Linked DNA regions of Mus musculus: all the other regions are linked to region 4. A link is a contact called in public ChIA-PET, HiChIP or PLAC-seq and promoter capture Hi-C data. All regions are on one chromosome and are shown on one strand. The core of a region is the stretch at or near the end of the contact, and the rest is flanking DNA. Distances in the headings are between cores, read along the strand shown. Region 1 holds the start of Vps53 (VPS53 GARP complex subunit). Region 2 overlaps Smyd4 (SET and MYND domain containing 4). Region 3 holds the start of Hic1 (hypermethylated in cancer 1). Region 4 holds the start of Crk (v-crk avian sarcoma virus CT10 oncogene homolog). Region 5 overlaps Vps53 (VPS53 GARP complex subunit).

Evidence for each region. Promoter capture Hi-C pulls out the DNA fragments that hold promoters and counts their contacts. ChIA-PET counts read pairs in DNA pulled down with a chosen protein or histone mark. HiChIP or PLAC-seq counts read pairs in DNA pulled down with a chosen protein or histone mark.
Region 1: a contact with region 4 is called in a promoter capture Hi-C map of second pharyngeal arch cranial neural crest. The contact joins the promoter of Vps53 here to the promoter of Crk in region 4. A contact is called at or near these places in 7 of 39 promoter capture datasets (cranial neural crest, embryonic stem cells, liver and 3 more), 3 of 115 datasets of contacts at active chromatin or transcription factors (craniofacial prominence, embryonic basal ganglia and memory CD8 T cells) and 2 of 9 other capture datasets (adipose tissue and liver).
Region 2: a contact with region 4 is called in an H3K4me3 HiChIP or PLAC-seq map of bone marrow-derived macrophages, with 2.7 times the contacts expected there. The contact joins the enhancer-like site here to the promoter of Crk in region 4. A contact is called at or near these places in 1 of 39 promoter capture datasets (pre-B cells), 1 of 115 datasets of contacts at active chromatin or transcription factors (bone marrow-derived macrophages) and 2 of 9 other capture datasets (adipose tissue and pancreatic islet).
Region 3: a contact with region 4 is called in an RNA polymerase II ChIA-PET map of memory CD8 T cells, with 15 read pairs. The contact joins the promoter of Hic1 here to the promoter of Crk in region 4. A contact is called at or near these places in 6 of 39 promoter capture datasets (the C10 cell line, cranial neural crest, liver and 2 more), 2 of 484 Hi-C or Micro-C datasets (CD4 T cells and embryonic stem cells) and 3 of 115 datasets of contacts at active chromatin or transcription factors (embryonic hindbrain, large pre-B cells and memory CD8 T cells).
Region 5: a contact with region 4 is called in a promoter capture Hi-C map of cranial neural crest. The contact joins the enhancer-like site here to the promoter of Crk in region 4. A contact is called at or near these places in 3 of 39 promoter capture datasets (cranial neural crest, liver and pre-B cells), 2 of 115 datasets of contacts at active chromatin or transcription factors (craniofacial prominence and embryonic basal ganglia) and 1 of 9 other capture datasets (liver).

Annotation. Positions count from the first base shown.
Region 1 is chr11:76,178,327-76,181,026 of GRCm38.p6, forward strand. It overlaps Vps53 (VPS53 GARP complex subunit), which reads right to left and starts at 1,312. Exons shown (of 22, transcript NM_026664.4): 1 at 1,087-1,312. The coding sequence starts at 1,173. It also overlaps a transcript of Tlcd3a not described here.
Region 2 is chr11:75,394,522-75,397,221 of GRCm38.p6, forward strand. The region is part of intron 5 of Smyd4 (SET and MYND domain containing 4); the gene reads left to right. Among named protein-coding and RNA genes, the nearest start is that of Serpinf1, 27 kb to the right of the region's middle. Within about 2 kb of position 1,285, at least 22 of the 459 cell types and tissues checked have an H3K27ac peak or open chromatin away from gene starts, as enhancers often do. A contact at or near this core is called in bone marrow-derived macrophages, where this site is marked.
Region 3 is chr11:75,168,830-75,171,529 of GRCm38.p6, forward strand. Hic1 (hypermethylated in cancer 1) reads right to left here and starts at 1,426. Exons shown (of 2, transcript NM_010430.2): 1 at 174-1,426. The coding sequence starts at 690.
Region 4 is chr11:75,677,863-75,680,562 of GRCm38.p6, forward strand. It overlaps Crk (v-crk avian sarcoma virus CT10 oncogene homolog), which reads left to right and starts at 1,397. Exons shown (of 3, transcript NM_133656.5): 1 at 1,397-1,802. The coding sequence starts at 1,562.
Region 5 is chr11:76,159,188-76,161,996 of GRCm38.p6, forward strand. All of the region lies in intron 4 of Vps53 (VPS53 GARP complex subunit), which reads right to left. All of the region lies in intron 1 of Gm46252 (a long non-coding RNA gene), which reads left to right. Among named protein-coding and RNA genes, the nearest start is that of Gm46252, 9.7 kb to the left of the region's middle. Within about 2 kb of position 1,529, at least 33 of the 459 cell types and tissues checked have an H3K27ac peak or open chromatin away from gene starts, as enhancers often do.

The DNA.
Region 1 (2,700 bases), core at 62-2,561, 500 kb after region 4:
GCATATATGGACCATTAATACTTTATTTTTTTGTTTTTCAAGACAGGTTTCTCTGTGTATCCCTGGCTGTCCTGGAACTCACTTTGTAGACCAGAGGTTGGGGAGACGTGTGCATGTGTATGTGTGTTTTGTCCAGGAGTAGTTTTCTCCCTCTATTTTGAGGATCCTGGGGAAGAGACTCAGGTCAGCAGGCTTGGTGGCACAGTGCCTTTACCCACTGAACTATCTCACTAGCCCTCAGTCTTTTAGTTATGGTACAGATTTGTCTTAGTTTGCTTTACATTGCTGTGATAACACAGCATGACCAAAAACAACTTGTAAAGTAAATAATTTATTTGGATTACAGGTTATAGTATGTCGTCATCAGGTGAAGCCAAGCCAGGAAATGGAGCAGAAATCACGAAGGAATGTTACTTACTGGCTTGCTTTCCATGGCTTGCTCAGCTTGCTTTTCTATACAATCCAGAACCTGCTGCCCAGGGGTGGTACCTCCCACAGTGGGCTGGGCCATTCTACAGCATCAACCAAGAAAATGCCCCCACAGATTGCCCGTGGGCCAATCTGATGGAAGCAATTCTCAACTGAGGCTTCCTTTTCCCAGATGACTCCAGCGAGTGTCAAGTGCGCGCGCACGCGCACACCAGCACAAGGGTCATTTTCCAGTATGCCGCCCCACAACCCTATTCTGTCATTCGTTTCCGCAATGGAAGTATCCCACTGCCAATTCCAAACCACTCCAAGAGTTTAACCAGAGAAATGGAAGAAGCCGCACTAGCTGGAAAATGAATAGAGTCTTAAAATCAACCATAATCCGAATTCTCTAGTCACGGGGCTCCCTCTAGGTTTATCCTGTCAAAGAGGACAGCTCGGCCCAAACTCAGCAGGGCGTAACAACCTCGGAAACACAGAGCCTAGAGAAGACGTGTTCGGTCCCCAGGCTGAAAAACCCATCCCCACCTTTACCACCATCCAGACTTCCGCTCAGCATAAGAACCGCCACCTTTCCAGCCTAGCAGGGGAGATTCGACCCTGGCCTAGAGCTGCCCCTTCCACCGCAGCTTCCTCCCGAGGGGGTGGAGCGCTCACCTGCTCGATGGCGAGTTGCACCTCTGGCGTGAGCTGCAGCACAGCCTCCAGCTCCTCCACAAACTCCAGTTCCTCCTCCTCCATCATCCCGCCGCTCAGCCCCCGACGCCCTCTCCAATCCTGCTCGCGACCTGTCTGTCACCAGGACCCCAGAAGAGCAAGCCTCCAGGTACGGGGCTCGAGGGAGCCGCTACTTACTCGGCTAGCCTGGCACTTCCGGAGAACTGGGCACTTCCGGGAACCGGGGGACTCTGGGATAGCGGAGGACTGACTTCCGCAGGCATGGCTGTCAAGTCCCTGGAAAATCTCCAGACAACCCTTAACCTCAAGTTCCCTGTTCGCACGCGGCGGGTTCTTAAGATTGAAAGCCCTCTCTTCTTCGCCCAGGGCGCATCCCCCACCAGCGCCGTAGTGTCGCCCGGGCGCCCCAGAGAGCGGTAGCCACGGCAGTGTCCCAATGGATGGGCAATAAGCCCCGCTGGCCATGAAGCCAACGTGCAACCCGCTCGCTGGATCCCCTTGGTCTAGGGCAGTCTGTGTCCCCCTGCCATCGGGAGTGAAATGACCCCAGCTGGTAAGTGGCAGTGTTGCCAAAGACATTTGAGGTTTGGGAGAGCTTCTGCTCCTTAGATAAGGATCTACTGGGCAGAATTGTCTGAAGCCTCCTCGCTAGGGTGGGGAGTAAGGAGAAAAGCGACCCAACGCTGGGAAGTGTTTGGTTTTTGAGACCGAATGTCCGGGCTGTACATCCTTATTTACACCCTTGATAACCTTATGATCTTGAACAAAGTATTCCCATCTGCCCTGCTTACACTACGTTAGATGGGGTGACATTAAATATGGAAGTATTATGCAAACTTAGGCAGGTAGTACAGGAAATGTTAGGGTGTTTAGCCGCGTACATTACAAAAAGAGGAGCCAGATAGCCCTGTGGAACCGCTTTTCCAGCAGGCACTGGAACAATGATGGAATTGCAGCCAAGGGAAGGGTTGCCTTACCAGTTCAACATTGTGAAAACCTCGACAGAGGAGTATCTGGCCCTGCTGAACTTTTTTTTTTTTTTCCGTACATATAGTTTTATAAAAATTGCTTCAGGAATAATATAATTTGCTTTTTTTTTTTTAGTTTTTAAAAAACATTATAGTTTTAGGAATGGAATTTTATTGTTGTTTTAGTTTGCCCCCCAAAAATGTGTGAGTAGTATAAGTTTTAGCAACAGCAACAAAAGAATGCTTTAAAATATAATTGCAGGAGGACTGTGAGAGACATCAAGATGGCTCAGCCAGTAGAGCATTTGCCCTCAAGCCTGATGCTTGAATTCATCCATCGAACCCACATGTTGATAAGAGAGTTCTAACTTCCACAAGTTACCCTCTAACCTCCACACATATATTATTGACTCATAAAAGTATTATTTTGACAATTATTTAATGACATAGCGATATATGCACAGTGTATTTCAGAAAGCAGAATATTTATTTCTGAGAGCAAAATTGGCTGGGTGTGATGGTACAAGCCTATAATCCCAACACTTGGAAGGTGAAGAGTAGGTGGATAAGGAAAATGTACTGTCTCAACCAAAAGCAAATGACAGGGAAATATATTTTTTCTTTA
Region 2 (2,700 bases), core at 35-2,534, 280 kb before region 4:
CATATAATAATAAATAAATCTTAAAAAAAAAAAAAAAGAACACTATTCACAAGGTACAACAACAGTGTACTAGGAAACTTTAAAATAGCCCATCATTCATTCTAGGGGAAAAATCTTTTTAAACTTTAGTGTGTAAGAAAGAGAGAGGGGCTGTAGAAAGGCCACAGCACGTGTATCCAGGTTAGGAGTCAACTTTTCAGAAGCGGAGTCTCCCCTTCTACCTGTTTTTGAGGCAGTCTCTTGTTTCTGCCCTACACTTTGTACATGAACTTCAAGATGGTTGTTCTATTTCTGCCTCTCATGTTGCCCTATGCATGCTGAGCTTACTGATGCCAGCCACCACATAAGCATGGCACCAGCACTGAGCCAAGGGCAGGCATCTGGCTCACATGGAGAGTTACCCATCAAGCCATCTTGCTAGCCCCAGAAAATGTATTTTTGACAGGTGTGGTGGTGCACATATTTAATCCCAGCACTCAGGAGGCAGAGGCAGGCAGATCTCTGTGTCTGAAGCCAGCCCAGTTTACAAATCAAGTCCCAGAATAGCCAAGGCTACATAGAGAAACCCTGTTTTGAAAAACAAACATCCTTCTGTGTTCCAGTCACAATGACTGCTGTAACAATAATATGAGGATTTGGGCGTGTCAAAAATCACAAGTAGCAAGGTGTAATGGGCAGGCCTTTAGTCTCAGCACTTGGGAGGCAGAGGCAGGAGGATCTCTGTGAGTTTAGCACAGCCAGGGCTGTTACACAGAGAAACCCTGTCTCAAAAAAACCAAGCAAAAATAGAATTACAAGTTAACCAGGGTATTGGTGTTAATATGAAATAGCAGAACTCAAGATAGCTAATGAAACAAAGGATTCTATTTTATAAAGGAGACATTCCATACTGAAATATATGCAGAGCCTGATGCTTGCCTAGCAACTGAACTACACCCACACCCTCTTCATGAAACTTAATAAATGCACACTATCAAACACATTATCATGACAAAAATGATAGTCTATATCCTCTCTCTAAAAGTTAAATAAAGATATATATATTTGTCTATGAGATTGGCAGTATCATTTTGTTGATATCATGATTAGTTTTTGTTAACCTGTTACAAACCTAGGCATGTCTTGGAAAAAGGAATCTTAAATTAGAAGATGCCTTCATAAGATTGGCATGTAGGTATGTCTCACTAATGATTGATGTGGAAAGTCACCGAGGATGGTGTCACCCTGGGCAGATGGCCTGGGGTATATAAAAACACAGGCTGAACAAACCACAAAGCAGTAGTCCTCAATGGCTTCTGCTTTAGTTTCTGTCTCAGGTTCCTACCTTGACTTCCCTCAGTGAAGGCATGTCACATGAGAGTTGTAAGAGGAAATAAACCCTTTCCTCCCCACATAGTTTTTGGTTATGATGTTATATGTCAACAACAGAAACTATAACTAATATAGTTGGTTTTCTTTTTTTGTTTGTTTTGTTTTGTTTTGAGACAGGGTTTCTCTGTATGGCCCTGGCTGTCCTGGAACTCACTTTGTAGACCAGGCTGGCCTCGAACTCAGAAATCCACCTGCCTCTGCCTCTGCCTCCCAAGTGGTGGGATTAAAGGCATGCGCCACCATTGCCTGGCTGGTTTTCTTTTTTTTTTAATACATTTATAATGCATTTTAGATTTAAAAAAAAAAATGGCCATGGCATATAATATAAAAAGAAGTGCTTACAAATCACCATGTGCCCTTGCCATAAATTATGTAAAAATTTCCATATGGACATCAGTCTCAAGCTTACAATCTCAGCACTCATGAGCCTGAGGCAGAGGCAGGAGGATGGTGAGCTCAAGGCCAGCTTAGTCTACATAACAAGATCCTGTCCAAATAATAACAACAGTAATAATTTCATACATAGAACTAGAAGGGGCCACTGCAAAGACAGTATGACAAAACCACTGGCCCTGCCTAATTGTATTTTAAATAACTGTCCTCCTCTCTGTAATTTTCAGTTTCTAATTTTTACATAACTACCATGTATTCTTTTTGTAATTTTAATTAGTTTTTTAATAATAGAAACAAGCTAAGTGCTAAGAATATTTTCATATGAACATTTTCAAGGCACTTGATACATACCTCAGATTTGCCCTCCAGGTGAGCAGTACCAATTACGTGCCACCAGCAATGTTAGCTTCCTTTTTTCCCTACCATCTGATTCTGTTTCAGTCTATTCGTAGTTCTGATCTTGTTATATCCCTTTTTATTGTTTCCCTGGGTTCCAACACCTCCCAGTTGAGTGTTCTCATTGAATTTCATTAGCAGCTGTTTCATTAATGGCACAGAAGAAGGATTACAGTGTTAACTAGGATAGACTTTGACAAAGAACTATGAGAACATATCTTATTATCTTTGCATAAATTCTTTTTAATCAAAGTTCCTCAAAAGCCTCTCTCTGTTCCCATCTCAGGGAGTAGGTCTGGCCACTGATGAGTGTCCAGGCCACAGTACAGGTGTGCGTGGTTCTGTCCCTGTGGGAAGGGCACATCTGTGTTGTAACAGGATTCCTGTCTTAACAAGCCTTGCTCAGGCTCTAAGTGGTCCTGAGCTAGCTAACTGCCCTTGGCTTTCCCTTGATTACCAGATAACTATTCACTCTTCTCATTTTGCAGAGCACTTACCAGGTAGCTATGTCCTGGAAGTACGAATGAGTCCTTCTATTGT
Region 3 (2,700 bases), core at 176-2,675, 510 kb before region 4:
GCGCCGAGCAGCGGCCCAGCCGTCCCGAGTCCTCTAGGGAAGACACTTAGAGCCCCAAACGCCAGCCGCGACCCGGGCGCCCACGCCTGAGGATGCTCCCGAGGTAGCCGGCGCACGAGGACCAGATTGTCCCGGGTCCCTTGCCCTTCCCTGTCGCCAACTCGAGGACCCACCTGGGGGGCATGTCGGAAGCCCCGGGCCCGGCTGCCGGCGGATCCAGGGGGGGACGTGGCTGCAGTGCGCTGCCCTCCGCCCGCCGGGCCCCCGGTCGGTCTGTCTTGCCGGTCCGTCCTCCCCGCGTCCTGGTCGCGTCTCAGCCCCTCCGCGCTTTCCGCACACTCTTATCTGGAGCGGCCCGAACCGGCAGACGCTGCCGCGGCCATGGCGCCACCTCGCGGCCACGCGGGGACTGTGTGCGGCTGGGCTGCGACCTCTGGCGCACACCTGGGCCAAGAGGCTTGCAGATGCGGAGCTGAGCAGATCTTGCAGGTTCGCGCGCTTCCAGATGTGCCCACCTGGAGACTCAGATATCGGACCTGGGAGTCCCATAAACCTGGGGGTTTTGTGCTGAGTGCTCCCGAGTACATATTTATATGTTATATCGCGCCAATTCGGGGGGGGGGAGGGGAAGGTTCTGTCTTCAAATGAGGAACTCTTAAGCCAGGGATGGTGGCGCATTCTTGTAATCATCCTAGCATAGCACCCAGGAGTTGGAAGCAAGAGGACCAGGAGTTCAAGGTCAGCCTCTACTACCTGAGACCCTATCTTAGAAAAGGGGTTGGGGTGGAACACTACGAACAGTATTCTGTGAGAGGGCGAGCTTAGAAATCCTAAGTGAGATGAAGGTACATACGTTCGGAGCAGGAGCGGGGCGGCTTTTATTAGACATTTCTGAACACCATTATTCACTTGGACTCAGTGGAGAGAGACACATTCCAACTCTCCCTCAGACACATGTTATCAGTATGCACATCATAAACCGTCCACACTCAAACTCTGTCCAAGCAGTGACAAGGGCGCGCCATGTTTACACAGACCGCCCACCCCCTCCCGGAGTCCCAACTTCTTGGGCTACTGCGGAGGCTACTACGTGAAACGGGGTAGAGGTCCTACCAAAGAGCCCTCCCCGAACTTGCGGGTCTCCAGAAGGACCCTAGAGCCCTCCATTGGAAATAGCTGGACAGAGCCCCCTTGCGACGTGCCCCTCAAGTCCCCAATCCCCCATCTAAGCAGTTTTGAGGGATCTTAGTTTGCCCCCCCCCAATACACCATTCGAGAGATATCACGAGAACGGGCGGCTTGAGACCCCCTCAAAAAAAGATCCTACACGCCACACAAGGGAGAGCTCATTCATGTTGGTGACTCCTCTTTTAGGAGGGAGGGGAGCGTGCACCAGCTCTTGGGTGCTCACCGGAAATGTCCCTGCATAGCGGGGCGGAGGCATAAGCACCGTTGCAAGCACCGCGCCTCCGTGGCCCACGCTCCGCCTCTTCCCCGCACCTCCTGACCCCCGCCCACGCTATAGGGGGGGTCCCCCCAAACCGCCCACAGCTTCTTATTGGCTGCGCCATCCTCCGTGGCCAAGCCGGAGAGGCTGGGGCTCAGAGTTACTATGGTAACCAATGAGGTTCCCGGGATCTCATCTCTCAGAGGCCTTGGAGAGCTTAGCAACCGCGCGGGGCGCAGGGCGGGTGGGGGCTACGCTCGCCGCACCCCACGCTGTCTTCGAGCCCCCACTCCCCCGCTTGAGGTAGTGGCTGAGTCACTCGCCCGGGGCAGCCGGCCGGGCCTCTAGCTGTACCAGTGAGACACCAAGGTCTTGGGCGCCTCCTAGAGGCTGCGTTTCTTTGGCAGGAGACTTCTATGCCTGGCCTAGGCTTCTGGTCCAAAGAGTCTTCAAGGCTCACCAGGTTTCCGCGACAGTGTGCTCCGCCTCCATCTAATCCACTTACTACTTCGTATCTCCGTACAGTGTCCATACAAGACAAACACTGCAGTCCCACGGTGGACTCCACAATTTCTGAGCTCTAGGAGAAGTGAAGAGGTACCTTGGTATCTCTGTCGAGGGATACGCCTTGGGGCTGAAGCGGAAGTGTAACGGAGCGTTTGAGGATAAGAAGGCTCCCCAGAAGTGCTCTTAGGGATGAGTTTTGACAACTCTGAGTTCTCCCACAAGCAAGGGTGTCTCTGATGTCTCTGTTTTAAATGTTTTCTCCTTTTAATGGGGTTAGATCGTGCGAGTCTGGAGAGAAAGCTCTGTATGTGTTTTACACAATGGAGTTTATCCGCTGGTTGACCCATAAGGAGGTCGGCTGGGTCTTCAGTTCCTTCTTGTTCTATCCCTCTCCACCGACTCAAGCCCTTGTTGTATCGCTATGGGGCCAACCACATAAACCTTGCCCAAGTTTCACTGTGTACTCCCCTCCCCTCCCCTCCCCTTCTCTCCTCTCCTCTCCTCCACGCCCCACCACCACCACCACCACAGTTTCAAGTCTACGGCTAGCCTCGAACTCACAAAGGCGTCTACTTCCCACGTACAAGGATGCGCACCACCATGCCCCTCCTCTTAACTTTGCTTTCCCCTTCTTCCTGAGCTCCTCTGGTCATCCTGGTGCAGCTTCCTCCTCTCCGTGAACGCATGACGACCCCATTTAGAGCCCGGAGACAGAATCGGGCTGTTTTGGAGGACCTGTTCCATAT
Region 4 (2,700 bases), core at 147-2,646:
CTTTTCACTTATCCTGGGAATTGGATTTGTTGTTTCCCAGAGTCTCTTGTAAGGTCTTGCCTTGAAGCTCAGCTGTCCTGAAAAGGGAGAGAGGATAGTCATTTGCCCCAAAGGGCCAGAATTTACACTGGATGGCTTCTGCTGCTAGTTCCTGGTGACTAAGCTAGATCAAGATGAGTCACTGGTAACAAGGAAGGGGCCCTTTTCCCTGCTGTCTCTCCCAGGGCTGGCCCAGACTATGGGTGGGAGCTCTGGAAGGCCGGAGCTATTGACTAGGCTAAGGATAACTTTGGTTTTGTAGTGAGACCGGGTCTCACTATATACAAAACACAGTAGTAACAGCTATGCAATGGTGGCACACACCTTTAATCCCAGCACTGGGAGGCAGAGGCAGGTGGATCTTTGGGTTCGAGGTCAGCCTGGTCTATAAAGTGAATTCCAGGATAGCAAGAGCTATACAGAGAAACCCTTCCCTCCCCCATTTTTTTATTAATTTTTTGAGATAGATGAAGATGATCATGAAGGAAGTAAAAGTAGGAGATACACCTGGCTACAACTGAGAGTTTAAAAAAAAATCTGGCTGGTGGATATGGGAGCCCCAATAGAGAGAACTCCATTTTTTTTTTTTTTTTTTTTTGGCCTGGCTGGGCATTTTGTTTTCTTTGCCTTGAGTACCCTTCCCCACTTCATTTAACATCCTACCATTCACCCTAGGTCATCTTATCTGTGGACCCCTTCCTCTTATTTGTTTTGGTTTTATAATACAGGGCCTCAGACTCACAGGGATCCTCCTGTCTCAACTCCTGAGAGGTTGGGATAACTGTCATGAGTCACTTTACCCAGCCCTTGGGTCTCTCCAGGACTACTTAGTTGATTTCCTTGTGTTTCTGCCCCCCCCCCGCCCCCATAGCAGATGTTGTTTCCTGGTCCCTCCCATAGGTGTGTGAATTCAGTGACTTAAAGCCAGTCTGGGTCAGCACTGCACCTGCGCGGCAAATGCGGTATCTGTGGCTGCTCATAGATAACAAGAACTTCAGCTGACCTCGGGGGAAACCGAAGGAAACACGGGGAAAAGACCAGCAAGTCAGGGAGCTTTGAGGGCGACTATCATCCTCGGACCACATCATCTTTTTTAACTTCAGTCCTTTTCTTGGTGTTGCTACTTGTAGGTTCTGGGAGAAAAGACCGGCCGCTACCAATCTGTCAAACACGGATCAGTCAATTTGTAGGTTGAGGCTCCGCCCCTTAGACCTAGACTCCGCCTCCCCATCCTCCGCGGTTGGGGTCTGGGCCTGGCGGCGACGCCCAGGACGCCGCATGCGCACTGAGGGCCCCAAGGACTCCGTTTCCCTTCTCCCAATGGCGGGCGTCGGTCCCCTTCCCGGCAGCCTCCCTCGGGTAGAGGGCGCGTCATTTCCGGTGGGGAAGGCCCGCGGCCGCCGCCGCCATTTCGGGCGCTGCTGGGAGGCTGACACCGGAGCCGGTCCGCTGGGCGGCGGGCGCCAGGGCTGGAGGGGCGCGCGTGCCGGCGGCGGCCCAGCGTGAAAGCGCGGAGGCGGCCATGGCGGGCAACTTCGACTCGGAGGAGCGGAGTAGCTGGTACTGGGGCCGCCTGAGCCGGCAGGAGGCGGTGGCGCTATTGCAGGGCCAGCGGCACGGGGTGTTCCTGGTGCGGGACTCGAGCACCAGCCCCGGGGACTATGTGCTTAGCGTCTCCGAAAACTCGCGCGTCTCCCACTACATCATCAACAGCAGCGGCCCGCGCCCTCCAGTGCCTCCGTCGCCCGCTCAGCCTCCGCCGGGTGAGGGACAGGCGGGTGGGAGGCCCGGGCGGGGGTGAGGGCCGTAGAACCCTGGTCTGCTGCAGGAGGGACGTGGGCAGAGAGGGCTAGAGTGAACCTGGCGGGGGAGCTGTCTTCTGAGCAAGCTGGTTCCCACCGATGAGCGGGATTGTGGGGGAGGAGGAGCTGCTCACCGAGGCCTCTGGGTGTGCCTTGGGAGCCGGGGAAGGGGAACTGCTGCGGCCCCGGGGTGGGGCTGGGCGCCAGGGTCAGGCCCAAGGGCAGGGCAGGGCTAGGCAACTTGGGGACAATGAGTTAATGGGGATGTTACGGGGACATCATTTGGCAGTGGTACTCAGAATGGCTCTGCTAATCCTACAAGTGGCTTTTAGGCTTGAAACGTTTCCTGCAGTGTTAGAGCCGGGTTTGGCCATACTCCCCTGGTGGCCTTCGGTAGGAAGTCACCACGTACTGACTGGCTGGCTGGGAGGGATGGAGACACCCTCAGGAAGCCGGTCAGCTTTTTCCTTTCTTGGGCATTTTTCCAAAATATCTTTACCGTGCTCTTCCCTTGTGGAAGGTGGTGAACTAAGTGACTTGGTGATAGAAAAAAAATCCTTCTGTGACCAGCCCCGCGTAATTGAAGCCTAGCAGGCAAATTGTGTCCAAGAGGTTTTAAGTGTCCAAAAAAACTGCCCGCTGCAACTAGAGTTTCTAGTTTCAAAGTGATTAGTGGAGGAAGATTTTTTTCCTTTAGAAAACAAACAAACAAACAAACAAACAGGCATAAGCCAGTGAGAACAACCTTGGAAGTGAATGGCACTTCATTCTCCCTGGATTTACTTAAAAAGTGTCAGACACGTACTTCTGGGTCTTTTCTTGCTCTCTAAGTTGGTGTTGTGGTCAAAATCTTCCAGGA
Region 5 (2,809 bases), core at 279-2,778, 480 kb after region 4:
GCTCACTTCCAAACAATTAAAAAAAAAAAAAAAACTTTTTTCAGGGTTCAGGCAAAGTGCTCAGTGAAGGAGCATGAGGGCCTGAGTTTGATCTCTAGCACCCCAGAAAATATGGGAGCAGCAGCATACACCTATAATCTCAGTGCTGGAGAGTAGCTCTCAAGGGATTGCTGTTTAGCCAGCCTAGCTCAGTGAGCTTCAGGTTCAGTGAGAGACCCTGCTTTAAAAAGTAAGGTGGAGAGACACTGATCTCCTGCCTACACACAGACACAGACACAGACACAGACACAGACACAGACAGACACAGACAGACAGACAGACAGACAGAGAACACAAAAGAACTTCCCTCCTAAAAATGTAATTTACAAGGCCAAGAGATGGCTGAGCAGCATGAGGTTCTAACAAGCTGGGCTTCAGTCCTGAACCATAGAAAAGGAGACAGAACTGACTCTGCCAACTTGTTCTCTGATCCCAGTCCATGCACTGATGCACACGCTTATGACTCTCCCCCCATAGTAAATGTCTTAAAAATGTCTTTCAAGAGATCATAAAAGTCAGGTCTGGAGGCATGCACCTGTAACCCTAGCACTTGGGAGGTGGAAGTCTGAGGGTCATAAGGCCAAAATATACTTCATGAGACCCTGTCTCAAAAAAACCAAAACAAAAAACCCAAAAACAACAAAAAAGCAAGCAAATTCAAATAAGACTCCATGATATGCACTAAGGTCGGTCTCTTGCTTTTCAAGGTTAAAAAGCACAGCTGCTCTGGTGGGCTTGGGAAATTCTGTCTGGGCAGGGCACCTTCCTTTGGCCCTACTGCTGCTGTCCTGAGTGTTCTCAGCCACTGAGAAGATAAGTTCTGAAAGCAATCTCTGAGTGTGCTCCAGGGAAGAGGGGCACACGGGTGTCCTGACCTGTGAAGCCCAGTATTTTGGCCCATCCGTAATTCCCCTCGTCTGTGCCAGTCAGCTGGAGATGCCCATCAGCAAGCCACCCACCAGAGTCACAGTTCTATCCCTAGGAGCTGACAAAGACAGAACCAAGCATGCTCTGCTGAAAGTCCCCACTCGAGCTTGCATTTCAATCTGCTGGAGAGACAGATGGAGGAGATGACAGGAAAAGCGATTATTTCTTCTGGGCTTCCTCTCTGTCTGGATTCTAAGGAGATGAATACAAAATTCCATCACAGACTGAAATGTGATCTAAACATTCTTGAAAACACGGTCTTGTTCTCTGAAATCCGAGCTGCCCTGCTGGCAACCACGTGAAGGTGGGGAGAGGCATTCCTGAGGCCTGCCCTTTCTGGGGCTCACTCCCCCATGCTGCTCTAGCATGGCCCACAGGTAGTGGCCAGGATGTGCTCCAACACAGCACGACCAACAAACACTCCTCAAGAATCATCAACTTCTTTTCATTTTCTTAGAATTTCACATACCTGAGACTCTCCCAAGTAGTTTAAGGTTCCTGGTGAGCCATTCTAAATGTAGGTCACACAATACAGTAGTTCTATTCCAAATAGCAGCAGCCTGGGCCTATTCACACATGAACCATAGGCTGGAGATGTAGCTCAGCCATAGAGCTACACACACTTGCCTAGAATTCAGGAAGCCCCAAGCTAATCTAAGACACACCAAATATTCAGTGTAGTTGCATGTAGGACTATTTGAGCTGAAGTGTAAAGATAATAAAAGAGTTCTTGCCTTCAAGAAGTCTACAAACTAGCCAAGAGGATAGGCAAGCCAAGGAAGAGCATGAGCTCGGAGGCCTGGCACAGCAGAGGGCTGAGAAGTGACAGGTAGGAAGGGCACACATCTGTCTCCCCTCTGTAGAAGACTAGAGTCAGATAAAGGTCAAGTCTCCTTGGACCTGAAATTATGATTCCTTTGGTGTTATTCAGATGGGAAAAATAAAACTTCATTATTTAAAAAGCAGTATTTGAGCTGGCCTTTAAATGGGTAAAGCTTTAAAATGTGAAAACTGGAAAAAAGGGAAGCAAAAACCCCAACAAAACAAAAACAAAAGCACTCAGGCCTTAACAGAGAAGACTGATGGGTGACCCGATAAGAGGCAAATGTGAGCAGGATTATCCAGAGCTGTCTAGATCAGGATAAGAAAGCAGGAAGACCCTCCCTAAACTACACAGGCTGGGGTCCTAGTCTGACTAAAAAGAAGAAACTGAAGTGAATAGCAGCCTTTACCTCTCCCTGCCTCCTGACTGCGGATGCAATGTGACCAGCTGCCTAATGCTCCTGCCGCCGTGCCTTCTGGGTCATGACAGATGTCTCCTCGCCAACTGTAAGCCAGAATAAGCCCTTCTTCCCTTAATTTGCTTCTTGTTGGGTGCTTTGTCACAGAGATAATAAATAATTAACACAGGTACAAAGATATGCATGGGTCAGAGAGCACGTGGCATGTGACAGAGCAGAAAGTTTTCAGTACAAACGAAGAGACAGAGTATGAAAACACTGAAGGCAGCCTCAAGCAGCAGGTAAGAAAATGTGTTTGACTTCACTCAGTGTCAGGAGGCACAGAGTGTTCTGAAGAGGCAAATGGCATGACACAAGAAGTGGAGTTAATCAGCACAATGAGACCTTCCTACTGATTATCACTCCTAAGGTCCTGTTAACATGGGACCAGGTAGACAAAGACGAAGTAGTAAACCTGTGAGAGGTCGGGAAACAGGATACCTTTAGAGAGCTAACAGCAACAAATACTCATGATAAGAAAAAGGTTAGGGGCCGGAGAGATGGCTCAGTGGTTAAGAGCACTTGGCTGCTCTTCCAAAGGACCTGGGTTCAATTCCCAGAAC